Regions from separate parts of the Capra hircus genome. Here region 2 is linked to region 1. Evidence: chromatin contacts called from public Hi-C data. All regions are on one chromosome and are shown on one strand. Each heading gives the region's core, a stretch centred on a gene start, on an enhancer-like site or on the middle of the called end of the contact. The rest is flanking DNA. Distances are from core to core; before and after follow the strand shown.

Region 1 (7,125 bases), core at 800-3,299:
TTGTCTTAATTTAAACAGCTGACTTATTTTTTCAGAAATAAATTATACTCCAACTTACTAAAGAGATTTTAGTAAAGAGGTTTTAGTAAAGGAGAAATTTTACTAAAAATTCTGAAGAATTCAACCACTGCTCACTGGCCCTTAATAATTTAAAATAACTCTGGTAGTAAAGGCCTCACCATAAACTTCACTTTTAAATCCACGCCCAAAGTCATCTGAACACTAGATATATAGTTTGACCTTAAGCTAACACAAATTCACCACTTTTACCACTAGGTGGCAAGAAAAACCCAAATAGCATCAGTTATCAAGGCCAGTACAAGATCCCAAGTATTTGAACAACTAGAAAAGCCACCAGGTGTCATCCAAGAGGGAAAAAAGACTATTTCCCCTCACCACCATTGAAATACACGAATTCATAGTTTTCAGCAAAACCATCTAAGCTCTATCAGAGATAAATGTCCAGCGTTTTAACTGTCAAAATAGTTTGCATATTTATATTCCATGTAAGCAATTTATACAATGCTCTTGACTCCCAAACGCTGCCTTTCAACTAAAGGCAACAAATAAAACTGAGTTTCTGGATTAAAAAAGAAAAAAACAGCAAGACCAATGAGCTCAATGGGTCATGATTTAGAGCTTCATCCTATCTTAATACACTGCACAAAATAAAGCAGTTTACACACAGTCAAAAATCTTCCGAAGAGTATTTGGTTATGTATACATAATTTGAGATTCATATTCTGTTCTCCCCATTTCTCTCTTACAGGTAATTTCATTGATTCCATACAATCTAGATGATTTTATGCTGTTAAGCCTTGCTTCCCAGTGTGATACAGGAAAGCACTCCAATTTGTTATCAAAACATTCTCAATGAAGAGACAAATGTACTTGTCCTTAAGATAGATATATTATGTGAATTATTATGTTGAACAGTCCAAAGCTGAAAATCAAAATTAAAGCTTCACAGAATTAAGTCCTAGTTATATAACAAATCATTCTTTTTTTAAAAACCATCCTCTGGGCTTCACTAACTTCTAACAAAGATTTTTCAATGCTGCTGTAAACATTATGTCAGCTAAAACACTATGTCATGCTGCCTTTTATAAGGTGGTATTTTTTTAGGCCAAATCCTATTCTTAACCCTCTGGACACAGGAGTTACAATCATGTCATACCCTGCAAATCTAGCTGTAGGTGGTGTCTCAAAAAAAGGATGGCTTCTTCCTTCGAGGAAGTGGTCAAACCTTTTTTCCCCTGGTGTCATCAAGCAAACATCTTGGTTGTTTTCACTGGTATCGAATTAAGAGATGGAAGAGAAAGCAGTGGAGGAGAAAGCAAAATATAATGATTAAATCATAGATGCTTCTCTTCTTTGCTCCTTGTTGCAATCTCTTCTAACGTCTCGACTAGGTCATTTCCACCCTGCCTACAAGGCACTGGTCTTTTTTAAATTTAAAAAAAAAAAAAAAAAACCCAAGCCAAGAATGCCCTTGTCTACTGAACATTATCTCTTCTCTGATTTTTATTACATTTTCTTTTGAAATTCGTTAAGATTATGCTCAGCGACCAGGCCTTGCCCAACCGGTTTCTCCCCTTCCCCCATCTCTCTACACACATCACTTTTTCCTCCTCCCATCCAGGCAGTGGGCAAAACCCTGCAGTGCCGGGAACGCATGCTTCGGGCCGGTCACTCAGCAGTTTTATCCTTACTGGCCTTTGCAAACAGCTCCCCACCCAAACCTTGTCCCCCGGTGGCCCCCTCGGCCATCATCTTTCTACTAGAGTGTGCTCGATAAGGGACTCTGGCTAGCACATCGAGGGTTTACGGTAGCCTGCCTACCAATAGGAGGCCACAATGCAGAGAAGTCTGGTTCAGCCTCCCAGCAGCCCCAGTGTCTTCCTCCCGTGGCTTACACCTACTGTACCCGCGAGCGAGCAAACGAACCAGGGAGCGAGCCGGGCGCGGGAGGGGGCGCGCTGGGAGGGCCGACAGCAGCCGCGGCGTGCGCATGCGCACCTGGGTTGTTTTTCACAAAGCTCCTCTTAAAGTGAGCTGGCAGCTTCCAGCCGCCCGTCTTTGTAAGGAGACCACTGAGACTCGCAGGAGCGCGGAGCAGCCAGCAGCCTCTGTGCTGCCCTGACTTTTTAAGAAATCTCAATGAACTATTTGTAAAGAATCGCTGATCTGCCTGCAAGCTTTTTGCACGGCAAAGACATAGATCAGTGTTAAGTGAGGATCACATCATATATGTGATCTTGACTTTTTTGTCTTACATTATATTTTTTATAGATTTTGTTATAAACATGGTGCTTGGAAAGGTAAAGAGTTTGACAATAAGCTTTGACTGTCTTAATGACAGCAATGTCCCTGTGTATTCTAGTGGGGATACAGTCTCAGGAAGGGTGAATTTAGAAGTTACGGGGGAAATCAGAGTAAAATCTCTTAAAATTCATGCAAGAGGACATGCGAAAGTACGCTGGACCGAATCGAGAAACGCCGGCTCCAATACTGCCTATACACAGAATTACACTGAAGAAGTAGAATATTTCAACCATAAAGACATCTTAATTGGACACGAAAGAGGTAAGTTTTTTTTTTTAACATTGTTAGGAAATTATTAGACCTTTCTTTGGAAAGTGCCTTTTCAATTTTTCTGAATTAATGTAATCCTGCTCCTAGCATAACATATAGCAGTTTGATAAAGGTTAGCAAAGTTAGAAGATTTGGATTCTCCCTGACATTCATCGTGTGTTAAGCCGTAACGCATGCAGGCATCTGCAAAGTGACTGCAAACTGCACTTATTCAACTACCTCTATACCCGGCTTGGTTTGTGCCATACACGTTTGGAATCCATTTCAACCTTACATATAAATTATGCTTAAAACCGACTCAGTAATTTTACTTATATGTTTTCAAATGAATTGCTAAAAGCTGCAGTCGAATATTAGATTTTTCCCTTATACGCTGCAACCTGAGGTCTTAAAAACTAAGCTTCAATGAAGAAATAACACTTTAAAGTGGGTTAATAGGTGTATTTCATTTTTTAATATTGACACGCAAAAGACTTTTAGAGAATTGACCGTAGTTCTCGATAAAGGGTTTCTGTGGGTTATTTTGACATATGGTATGAACACCCCACGTGTTTTTTCCCTATTCTTTCCAATTCCTTCAGAAATTTACTCAGGCGTTCTCTATTTTAAAGGACAGCACCTATCATGATGATGTGTTAAAAATCAGTTTTAAAAGCCATTTAGGGTCAGAAATTTTCTTTTCCGAGCATCATGCCTAACTTTGGAACGTGGATTCAATGAAACCCCTGCCAGTCAAATGGAATTGAAAAGTATTCGGCTCATTGGATTTGATTTTTGGTTAGAAAAGGAAGATAAACGGTTGTCAAAGGGAAAGGGGGTCCTGAGATTTCCAATCTATTGTTTAAATGGTTACATTGTGGAAATATAGGAGACTCTAAGCTTGTTTTTCTAAGTTTCCACCCTTTGTTAGAAGCGGTTCAATCCTGTTTCGGACCAGTTCTGGGGGGTGGTGAGGAGGGGCGCTTGTTCTGCTCTCAGCAGATTGGTTACACGCGTCAGGTGGTGACGATGACTTAATTCCTAGCCCAAGAAGAATATAATGTGAAAACTGGTTATGTAATTTTGTGCTTCTCCTTTTTAATGCAGTATTTAGTTCGAATGTTGAAATTTTTTTAAAAATAGAGCACGTTTTTAACCTTTTAATTAAAAAATACACACCCATGAGGAAGTGCTCATTGAACTAAGGCAAGGGTGGAAACGTGATGCTTTGAATTACTGCATGAACGCTTATTTTTAAAGTATTAAGATGAAATTAGTCTTTTAATTGCGTTTTCAGTTACACACAGATCATTTGCATACTGAAATAATTTCTAGTTAATCTCTCCAAGCAGTGACAGTCTTAAGAAATGGAACTGCCTAATGACAGTCCCGGTGTTGGTTGAACAGCACGCCCAGGAGTTTGTATTTGATCCTTCCTAGACTGGTAGCTTTTTTTAAGATGAGTTAGAAAAAACAGGTTTTTAAGGAGTTAAGGTGCACAGTGGGGTAAAAGTAGAATAATAATACGACTTACGGGGACAAACACAAATTTCATTGCTTGCGCCACGGTTTCATAGTAAAGAACACTGTGTTGCACCCCCCCCCACCCCCGCCACGGGACACCCCTCAACCCCTACAAGCATGGACGAGCTCTTCGGCTTGGAAGAGTTTCAATGACTTTAGAACTGGGACCTCTCAAACTAGCCTGGTAACTGAGGCCCCGCCCCGGGCGGCCGGCGATAGGCGGAGCCGGGTTTGTTAGCCTGTTGCTAAGGCGATGCCAGGCTCTGATTGGATTGGGCGCAGGCGGGTGGGGAGAGAGGGCTCGCCGGCTGGGGCGAGGCTTGGAACCGGCGTGCGCCGGTAAAGGTCCCTCCTGAGCCGCCGCTGCCCCCGCCCCTTCTCGAGTCCCTGTCCGGGCTTCTGGAAACGCACGGGGCTCCTGTCACATAATGTTCTCTCTCCCCCCCTCACCTCACCTCGCTTGCAGACCTGGAAAGGGACGACTTCAGGTTTCAACCGAGAGGAGAGGCAAGCCTTCCAGGTGCCAGGTGGCCCTGGGCGCAACTTTTTAGCTGACAGTTCTCTCTGTCACGGGGAAGTTAGCTGGGCCGGGTTAGCCGGACCCCATTTTCCAGGTTTTTCAGGTAGAAGTTGTTGGAAGCTCCTTTGAACGCTCTATCCCCCTCCTAGCTGAAACAAAAGCATGCTGCCCGGTCTCTGCAGGCACCAGACGGGCTACCTTGATTTGCCCTGAGGGGAGAGCGCGCCCCCAAGGCTGGCCGGGACGGGGAAAGTGACACGAACATCGAAGGCAGGGTTTGGTGGGGGCCTTGGCGAGTATTCCCTGTCACCACCAGCCCCGCCATTGTTCCCCCACCGCCACCACCGAGCTTTTGCGTCCCTTCGCCGCCCCCGCCCCTATTTCCTTTGCCGCAAATTTAAAGGTGTCAGGGTGGCCCGAGCCAGATCGAACCGGTCACCGGCTGGGGCGTGTAAAGCGGAAGCGCTGCGGCGCCCTGGCCCCGCCCCCTCTCCTCCCGCCCGCCGCCAGCAGGCTAGGGTGTGCGAGCGCGAGTGCGAGCGCCGCGCGACATATGCCGTATGTATAGCGGGGCGCGCGGGCGGCGGCGGCGCGCGGGCGGGCCGGCTGGGATCTGCTCGCGCCGGTTTAGGCCGGTCCTCTCCTGCTCCGGTCTAGTTCTTGATTGACAGCCCAGCACTTGTTTACCACGGCGCGGCCGCCGCCGCCGCTCGCCTCAATGAGACTGCTGAGCTGGCACAAAAAGGGAGCGAGAAGGGAAGAAAAGGAGAGACAGGGAGGCAAACTTTGGGCGCATTCAGGAGGGAGCGTTTTAAATGTCCCCGGACTCATCAGCCGCTTTCAGGGCCGAAATCCAGGAGAGAGAATTTGCACGGGGGTGGGGGGAGAAGAACAAAATACTGGTGACAAGACTGAGTCGTGATGGTTATTGAATAAAAGGTATCCACATATAGGCATCTTTTTTTCCCCCCCTCTGAGGGAAGCATCATTTTTTGTGTGTGTATTTATTACTTTTTTGAGGGAAAGTTAAATAATACCCGTTTCTGACAGCCTATTTAATGATAAAGGTTTCTACACCGAGGAAGCTGCGTTAGTAGACATTTATGTAATTAAATTACCTAGTTAGAACGCTTCAGAAAAGCATGTCAAGAATCCAGTACCCCCTCCCGTATTTCCCTGAGGGGTTTTTTTTTTTTTTTTAGATAGTTTGAAAAATAACCTATTTCATCAAAAGAAATTGGATGTAAAATCAAAGGTCATCCTGTTTTTTTTCTAGCACTGGGGAACATCCTTATCTTCATTTTTCAAGGATGTATGACCTGTTTTTTCCCGTTAAGCAGGCACATTTTAAGTCTAAGGTACATCTTATATATATGTGAATTTTTAGCTATTAGACTGAGGTCATAATTTTAGGTTCAGTAACAATTTTTATTTTTGACTATGAAACCGACATTAAAATCAGTTCCTTTTTTTTTTTTAACTCCCAACATCTACTTAGCAGTTTTCTAATCGTTTGAGTTTTCACATTCATATTTTCCGTATCAAAACTGATATTTTTTTTAAAGGTTTACGTGAATAGTTTTCATTTTATATGTAGGCTTATTAGGATAAATTTAAGTAAATGGTTGAAGACAAAGGTAACATCTTAGTATGAGATTTGAGGTCTGAGTCTTGGCCTATAGGATGTTAGCTGTAGATGCTTTGCAGTTTAGGTTGTTTTCCATTAAAAAAAATCACTTATGGGGTATAAATATTAATTATCCCCATTCTACAGATGAACCAGCTGAAGACAGGAGTTTTATTTTACCCAGCAGTGATGAAGTTGGAATTAGAGTTCAGATCTCTCACACTCCAAAGTTTGTGGCCTTATTTAACTATGTGAGCATCTTTTAAGTTCTGACATCGTGAAGAGAGTGTGAAGGTTTATTAATAAATTTTTTGTTTTCTGTTTTAGATGATGATAATTCGGAAGAAGGCTTCAACACTGTTCATTCAGGAAGGCATGAATATGCATTCAGCTTTGAGCTTCCACAGACGTAAGTATTTTGTTAACAGGTGTTTTTCAAATAAACATCCTTTCTTTTAAAATGAAATATTGTATATTTAAATATTTTTAGTTTAAAAAAACCCTTTTCATTACTGAAACTTGCTAGAGGAAAACAATATACTAAAAAAAAGCTATTTTTTAATCTAGAGTGGCAAAATTATAGAAAGCAAACCTCAATTCTTAATACTCTGTCTCAGGATTTGTATGATGTTTAAAAGTATTTCATTTAAAGTGAATGAATTGGAAGGTGCTAGTCAAATGGTAAGCACCTAATAGTTCACCATCAGCATTAGCTGGAAAAAAGAGCATATCAAGTCTGTCATTTAGTAGTTTATAAAAGTTAAGTGTTCTATCCTTTCTACTGATGCTTAAACAACACTAAGAAGGTAAAAATAATTAGGAATATCCTAATTTTAGAAGTAATGTGTGTTTATGATAGGAATTCATTAGCTTCTGTGCA
Region 2 (6,493 bases), core at 2,296-4,795, 250 kb after region 1:
AGGCACTCTCCGAGATGCTTGGACCCTGGGCAGTGCAATCCCATGCTTGATTTCTTCTAGCCCTGCCTGAGGCTCTAACTGTGTCTCAGGTGTAAGTTCTTCCTACCCAGTAAGGCCTATATGGGCTTCCCAGGTGGCTCAAGTGGTAAAGAATCTGCCTTCCAATGCAGAAGATGCAGCTTTGACCCCTGGGTCGGGAAGACCCCCTGGAGGAGGAAGTGGCAACTCACTCCAGTATTCTTGCCCGGAAAATCGGATGGCTGGAGGAGCCTGGTGGGCCACAGTTCATGGGGTTGCAAAGAGTCAGACACAGCTGAGTGACTGAGCACAGCACACATGCACCCAAGGTCTATATGACATTTAAAATGACAGACCAGGTTACTGGTCCAGGTGGAAGGCAGTTAAGTTGCAGCAGTAGTTCAGAGCAGGGGCTTTAGAGAGTGGTGGGCACAATGAGATAGGAAGAGAAAGCTAGGGATCTGTATGGGAGCCACAGACATGCCACCAACTTCACATGTGATTTTAGAGCTTTTTCTGCATTTGAGGGCTGGAATCATGTGTTTTATTTCTGTTTCAATTTTCTCAGTGCTTACAAACGTCTTAAGCAAGCCAGAGGAACTTGACTTGCTAACTTGACTTGATGCTCAAGGTCCCTTTTATCTAGACTGGTTAAATTACACAACTAGGGGAATGAAGGATGGCAGATGACTTGTGGGCAGCATACTCACTGTGGAACCTTCCGTCTGATCTGGAGTCTACTGTATGGTACTGCAGGCCTACAGACCCCAGTGAAGATCTTCAATTAAGCCAAACAGAGACTCTTCTTTGGGAGACTGTGACTTTATAGTGAACGCCAATGTTAAAATAGATGAACGTTTGTGGAAATGTGGTCGTTTTATAAGTGAAAGATAACAAAACAATAATTCATGTGTTAATTATGCTCACCGATTCATTTTAATCCAAGCTGCTTCTTTATGCATTTTAATTTAGCAAAAATTTGAATTCAACAAGCATTTGTTGAATAGCTGCTATAAGCACAGCCTTCTGCTAAGGCTCTGTGGAATAAGTAAATAATAAGAGGTTCCACAGTATGCCAGCATCACATGGACTAGTGGGGGAACTGATAAGCTACTAGGTGTGTAAGAATTAAATGAAATCAATAAATAAATACAATTATTATACAAATAAATAAATAAATACAATTCCATATAAGTGTATATTATAAATACATTATATTATAAATATAGTAAATGAAATATATTATAAATATATAAATATAAATCTAATAAATATATTAAATGAAATAAATACAATTCCATATAATAAGCTTATATTATATTATAAATATAAGCTTACATAATAAATATAAATATAAGCTTATTAATAAATAATAAATGACTTAATAAATATTAGTCCTATTGTGATTTTCATTATAAAATATATATTGAGCCCAGAGGCATGGAGACATGTGGCCTAACACATACATATACAAACATATTCTAGATAGACTGTTTTTTGAAGGGATGATTTAAAAATTTCAGTGTTAACGATACTGGCTTAAACAATAACGTAAAATACATGTAATCCACCATATCACCACTTTATGATGAGAGTTTCCAAGACTGACAGAGTCTGAAGTGTTGTCCTAAAATGTCAGTTATGTTCAAGAGGGAGGGGATATATGTATACTTATAGCTGATTCACGTTGTTGTACAGCAGAAACCAACACAACATTGTAAAGCAATCACCCTCCAATTAGAAATTTTAAAAAAATGTTAGTTATGGAGCAAAGGATACATTATAACTAATAGGCTGTATGTTTATATCAGACTTATATAGTATCAATAAACTAGGGTCTTGCAGCCAATAAGATCATTGAGATGATCACTTAGGGAATGTGGCCTGCGACATCATCAGGGTTCTGCACACACTGAATACTCAGCAATGACAGAAACACCACTAACTGATGTCGGTGATACACTATGAAGGTCTGAAGCTCATGGTTTGCCTCTGTATGAAAATAATCTTAAATTCATATGCAATCATGGTGTCACATGAGGGAAAGGAGAAAGGCAGTTAATGTCACCAAACAACTATTATGTACTAAAAAATGACTAAAAATTGTAAAATACATTGCTTTTGGTTGACGTCCACAGATGCCTTATAAAGTAAATCCTAGTATTCCCATTTTGGAAAAATTAAATAACTTGTCTAAGCCACAAATGTGTAGGAGAGTATCTGTATTTCAAAATATTTTCAGCTCACTATTTCATGCTGTTTCTCAAGCTAAGGAGAAGGTTATTTAAAATATTGGCAGAGGAAAACAGCAACACAGAATTGATCTATTCTGAAGGATGAAGAACGGAGGACTTCCTGGAGCCATCTAAAGTATTTTTTAAAATTTCAGCTTATATTTGAATTCAGGCCTTTAAATCGTTTTGTCAGGAGGATTTTTGCAGGCATTTTTTTAAAAGCCGCATTCTGAGAAGGCAGACTTGTTTCCGAGGGCAGTAACCTTGTGGAACTTGCACCTTTAGATGCTCCTCAGTGTTTCTGTGTTGTCTGTTTGTCCTGTTGGTCTAATTTTGTGAAATAGGTGTAAGGCGATTCTATAGCCAGAATATCATCTTAGAATCTGTTTTCAATAGATGGATTATAAATTCTAAGACCTTACTCAGTTTTTAGTTTTTAAAAAATACTATACCTATGTGTGTTTGTGTGTGTGTACATATACTGGTGATATACAAGACATAAAACGCACCTCAACAGTTGACCCTAATGCTCATTCAGGCTTCCTCATTGATGTTCTCAGGAGCACCAGCCCAGTGCATATGTTTTAAGAGATATCCATTAGATACGCAATGAACTGCAGTGGCTTTAAATATCTTCATTTATTAATGTGAATTCTGTTTATGTTAAACATTTATTAGAAATTTGGTGAGATGAATTTGAGACTTGTTCCCGGCTCTAGTAGAGTTTATATCTGATGAGCTCTCATTGAGCACAGTTCTACAAGCTGGAGAATGCACTTTCAGATACACAACCACAATAACAAAACAACAACAAACACAGTATCAAAACAGCAGGAGGAGGGCATCCAAACAGCTAGTATTCGAGGGACCAAGATCCTAGAGAAAAGCACAACCAACTGAGCGGGGAGCCCTATATTCACTGCTGTTTATTTCTTTTTTTTCTTCAGGGAATTTTCCAATGCAAATTGAGATGCCCAGAGGCCAAACAGAAAGTTGTAGCCCAGGACTTGCCGCCATCTGACTAGGTTGGAGAGACAAAAAATAGAGTTCAAACCTACTGAAGCACCCAGGACTTGAGGGGCCAAGACCTCCAAGAAAAAGGGAATGGTAAAGGCGTTCGCCACAGCCGAAGCTGCCTGCATGTTGGCTGAAAGGCTAAGAAACTCAGCAGAAAGCAGCTGCTCAGATGCTCACAAACCAAGCAGAGAATCCAGCAGTTTCATAGTACTAAGGAATGAAAAAATGGTGTCCCGAGACTGCTGAGGAGGAGTTCCAGGAAACATGATCAGCTTTCAGCTGAGTCACTTTGGTACCCTGAACAAACTTTGTGCTTGCCCCAAGAGAGGGTGAAGACCGTAAGTGGATTAACCATCGCAATGCTTGAAACCCACAGTGCCTGGACCAAAGACCTGATTGGCCTATATTCCTCTTGGCTTCCAAAAGAAAAATTAAACCCTCTTTAGAGAAGGAAATTGAATTTTATATACAGGAGTTGCACATGATTGCCACCTATGAGAGTTTACCTGCCAAAACTTTCGTTTGGCCCACGCAATATTTGCTTTTCTCATCTGCATGCTTTGGGGAGGAGGCTGCAGTGTTTGATTCTTCTACAGTCCCACCAATCCTTGGAGTCTCACAATAAACCTGTCTGCCCACATAGGTTACTTACTTGAAACCTGAGGCATGTCCTACACATTTAAAAGCAGACAAGTGATGACGACAGATCTGTGTTGTGAGCCAAGCACTGTGAGTATAATCACAAAGGACTGCAGCAGGGGAATACCTACGAGGGGACGAGACCTTTCGCGGGGTGAGCCACCGACTGAAGAGGGGATTTAAAGACTGAGCCGTGACAGACACAGAGAACAGGCTTGGGGGAGTGGGAGGCGAGGGAGGACTCAAGAAGGAGTTGGGGATTAGCAGACACAAACTAGCGTATATACAAAGGATGAACAACAACAGTCTAGCGCAGAGAGCTACATTCAACATCCTGGGATAAACCACAATGGAAAAGAAGATTTTAAAAAAGTACAACTGAATTCCTTTGCTGTACAGCAGAAATTAACATGACGCTGTAAATCAACTAAGCTTCAATTAACAAAAAATACTGCGCTTACAAAACTTCCTCTCTGGCCTCTCATTGATCTCGTACAGCTTTCTGAGACAAACATTTCTTTTTGTCCATTTATTCACTTACAGGACTTTGTAAAATATCCTGTAGTTTACAAATTTTACATATATATAAATTTATATAATACTTAGGACAAAACTGAGGGTGAGAATCAGCATCTCCCTTTGGAAAGTATTAGCTAACTAAAGCTCAGAGATGCCAAGTCATTTGGCAGACACTTAATTGTATTCTCTTTCTACTACACCTAACAGCTTAATATGAAAGACTGTTATAAAATATGCACATATTTATAAAAAAATATATTCTCCCCACCCCAATAGCTGAGTAATATGTGAGATAAAAACAGAGTTTTAGACTCTGGAAAAATGATAAATTAACACCAAGGCAAAGAGTCTGAATGACTGGAGACAAACTGGCTCAAATGTTCATTGTTTGCTCTGTTCCCCTCAAACTCTTTTAACAAGGGGTGGTATGTCTCTTGCTTACTTTAATTCTTGTTGGTTTGATATTTTGGAATCAGAGCATGCTAGGTCTTTTTGCAGGTACAGTAAAGGCCCACAAAGCCCAAGAAGCACAGTTAAAAATGCAAAAAATGTGGTCATAGAGGGCACAGGAAAAACTTGGAAATGAAAAAGCCACCAAGTAAAAAACTCAGATAGGACTGGGGCAGGAGAAATGGGGGTACATGCTTTGCAAGGATGGAACCAGGTATCAAAAGGTAAGTTTATTCAAGCCCATCATGTCTAAACCTGTATTTGTAGAAGACAGTAACCGGCAGATCAGATCCAGACACTTTTTATTTGGAGAACCTAGCACAAACAAAAGTGAAAATCCTGTAGTCTGTCTGAAGGGCCCTGCTTGGCCAATCAACAAGTTAATGAAAAGGTAATGCTGTCATTCACTGTCAAATGGAGTAAGAAGTTTATTGCATGAAAGCCCAAGGATATTAATATTTCGTCAGCCCAGATGCTACTAAACATTGAACAGAGTGGCATGACCCAATCAGGACAATTTAAATGTATCTCCTTGTCTTAGCTTCTGTATATTTATTTGCAAAGTTATAGAAATGTTCTGGGATGTTCTGAAGAGCACACAAGGCATTCATTAGTTTCTGAATTTCACTCTCCAAAACAAGTGTAGTTAATTTTTTTCCACTGAACTTGACATGGTTCTGGGACAAATCAGTGATACAGTCCCAACCTCCCCTGGCTTCTACATGTTTATTCCAGGGCTTTCTGGGAGGACTGCTTTTCCATTCTTCATGAATAGTTCATGCGCTAGTCTCCAATGGAAACAAAGTGACATTTCTTATTACTGCTGGCTGTTGGAAAGCAATCGCAAAGGGAGTGCCTTGAAACAATTAGTCCTCTGTAACTGATTATTTAACAATGTGTATTTCCCAAGAGCTGTTCATCCGCAAAAGGAAGCAGCCAAGACTAAATATGTACTGGATCTAAGCAGACACCTGCACTGAAGCTCTCTGGATGCTAAACGGGAATTGTGAGAAGAAAATTAACAGAGGATTATTAATGTTCTTTTCTATTCCATTTGCAAAGAACTCTGTACCTTTTTGTGCGAAAGGAAACATATTCCATTTCTTGTGATTCCTCAAGGACTACTTTTATTGGGAAAATCTCTTCATGAAAGATGGCTTTAGTTTTAAAGCTGAACTTCAATATAAAACAACAAGCGATAGATACAAAGCAAGGAAGAAAGGGGCTTCTCTGGTGGCTCAGACAGTAGAGAATCTGCCTGCAATGCAGGAGACCTGGGTTCAATCCTCGGTTGGGAAGATCCCCTGGAGAAGGGAATGGCAACCCACTCCAACATTCTTGCCTAGAGAATCCCATGGACAGGGGAGCCAGGCATGCTACAGTCCATGGGGTTTCAAAGAGTCAGACACAAATGAACAATTAACACACAGACCACACAAGAATAGAGGAAAGAAGACAGAAAGAGAGGGAAGGAATGAAGGACGGAGGGAAAGAAAAGGGAGAAAAAGAAAAGAAACACTATTTTTTAGTAGAAGGAAAATGTTTTATGTGTTCAAGGCACTCGAGTGGCCACCAAAGAACAATTATCTTTTCTAAAATGTACGATAAACGGTTCC

Evidence for each region. Hi-C and Micro-C count contacts between places; a contact is called where the count stands out from the background.
Region 2: a Hi-C map of liver shows a contact between it and region 1, with 3 times the contacts expected there. The contact joins the enhancer-like site here to the promoter of ARRDC3 in region 1. A contact is called at or near these places in 3 of 5 Hi-C or Micro-C datasets (blood and liver).

Annotation. Positions count from the first base shown.
Region 1 is chr7:19,682,377-19,689,501 of ARS1.2, forward strand. It overlaps ARRDC3 (arrestin domain-containing protein 3), which reads left to right and starts at 2,050. Exons shown (of 8, transcript XM_005683433.3): 1 at 2,050-2,586; 2 at 6,573-6,654. The coding sequence starts at 2,307.
Region 2 is chr7:19,927,251-19,933,743 of ARS1.2, forward strand. The region is part of intron 87 of ADGRV1 (G-protein coupled receptor 98); the gene reads right to left. Among named protein-coding and RNA genes, the nearest start is that of ARRDC3, 250 kb to the left of the region's middle. Within about 2 kb of position 3,546, at least 1 of the 5 cell types and tissues checked has an H3K27ac peak or open chromatin away from gene starts, as enhancers often do.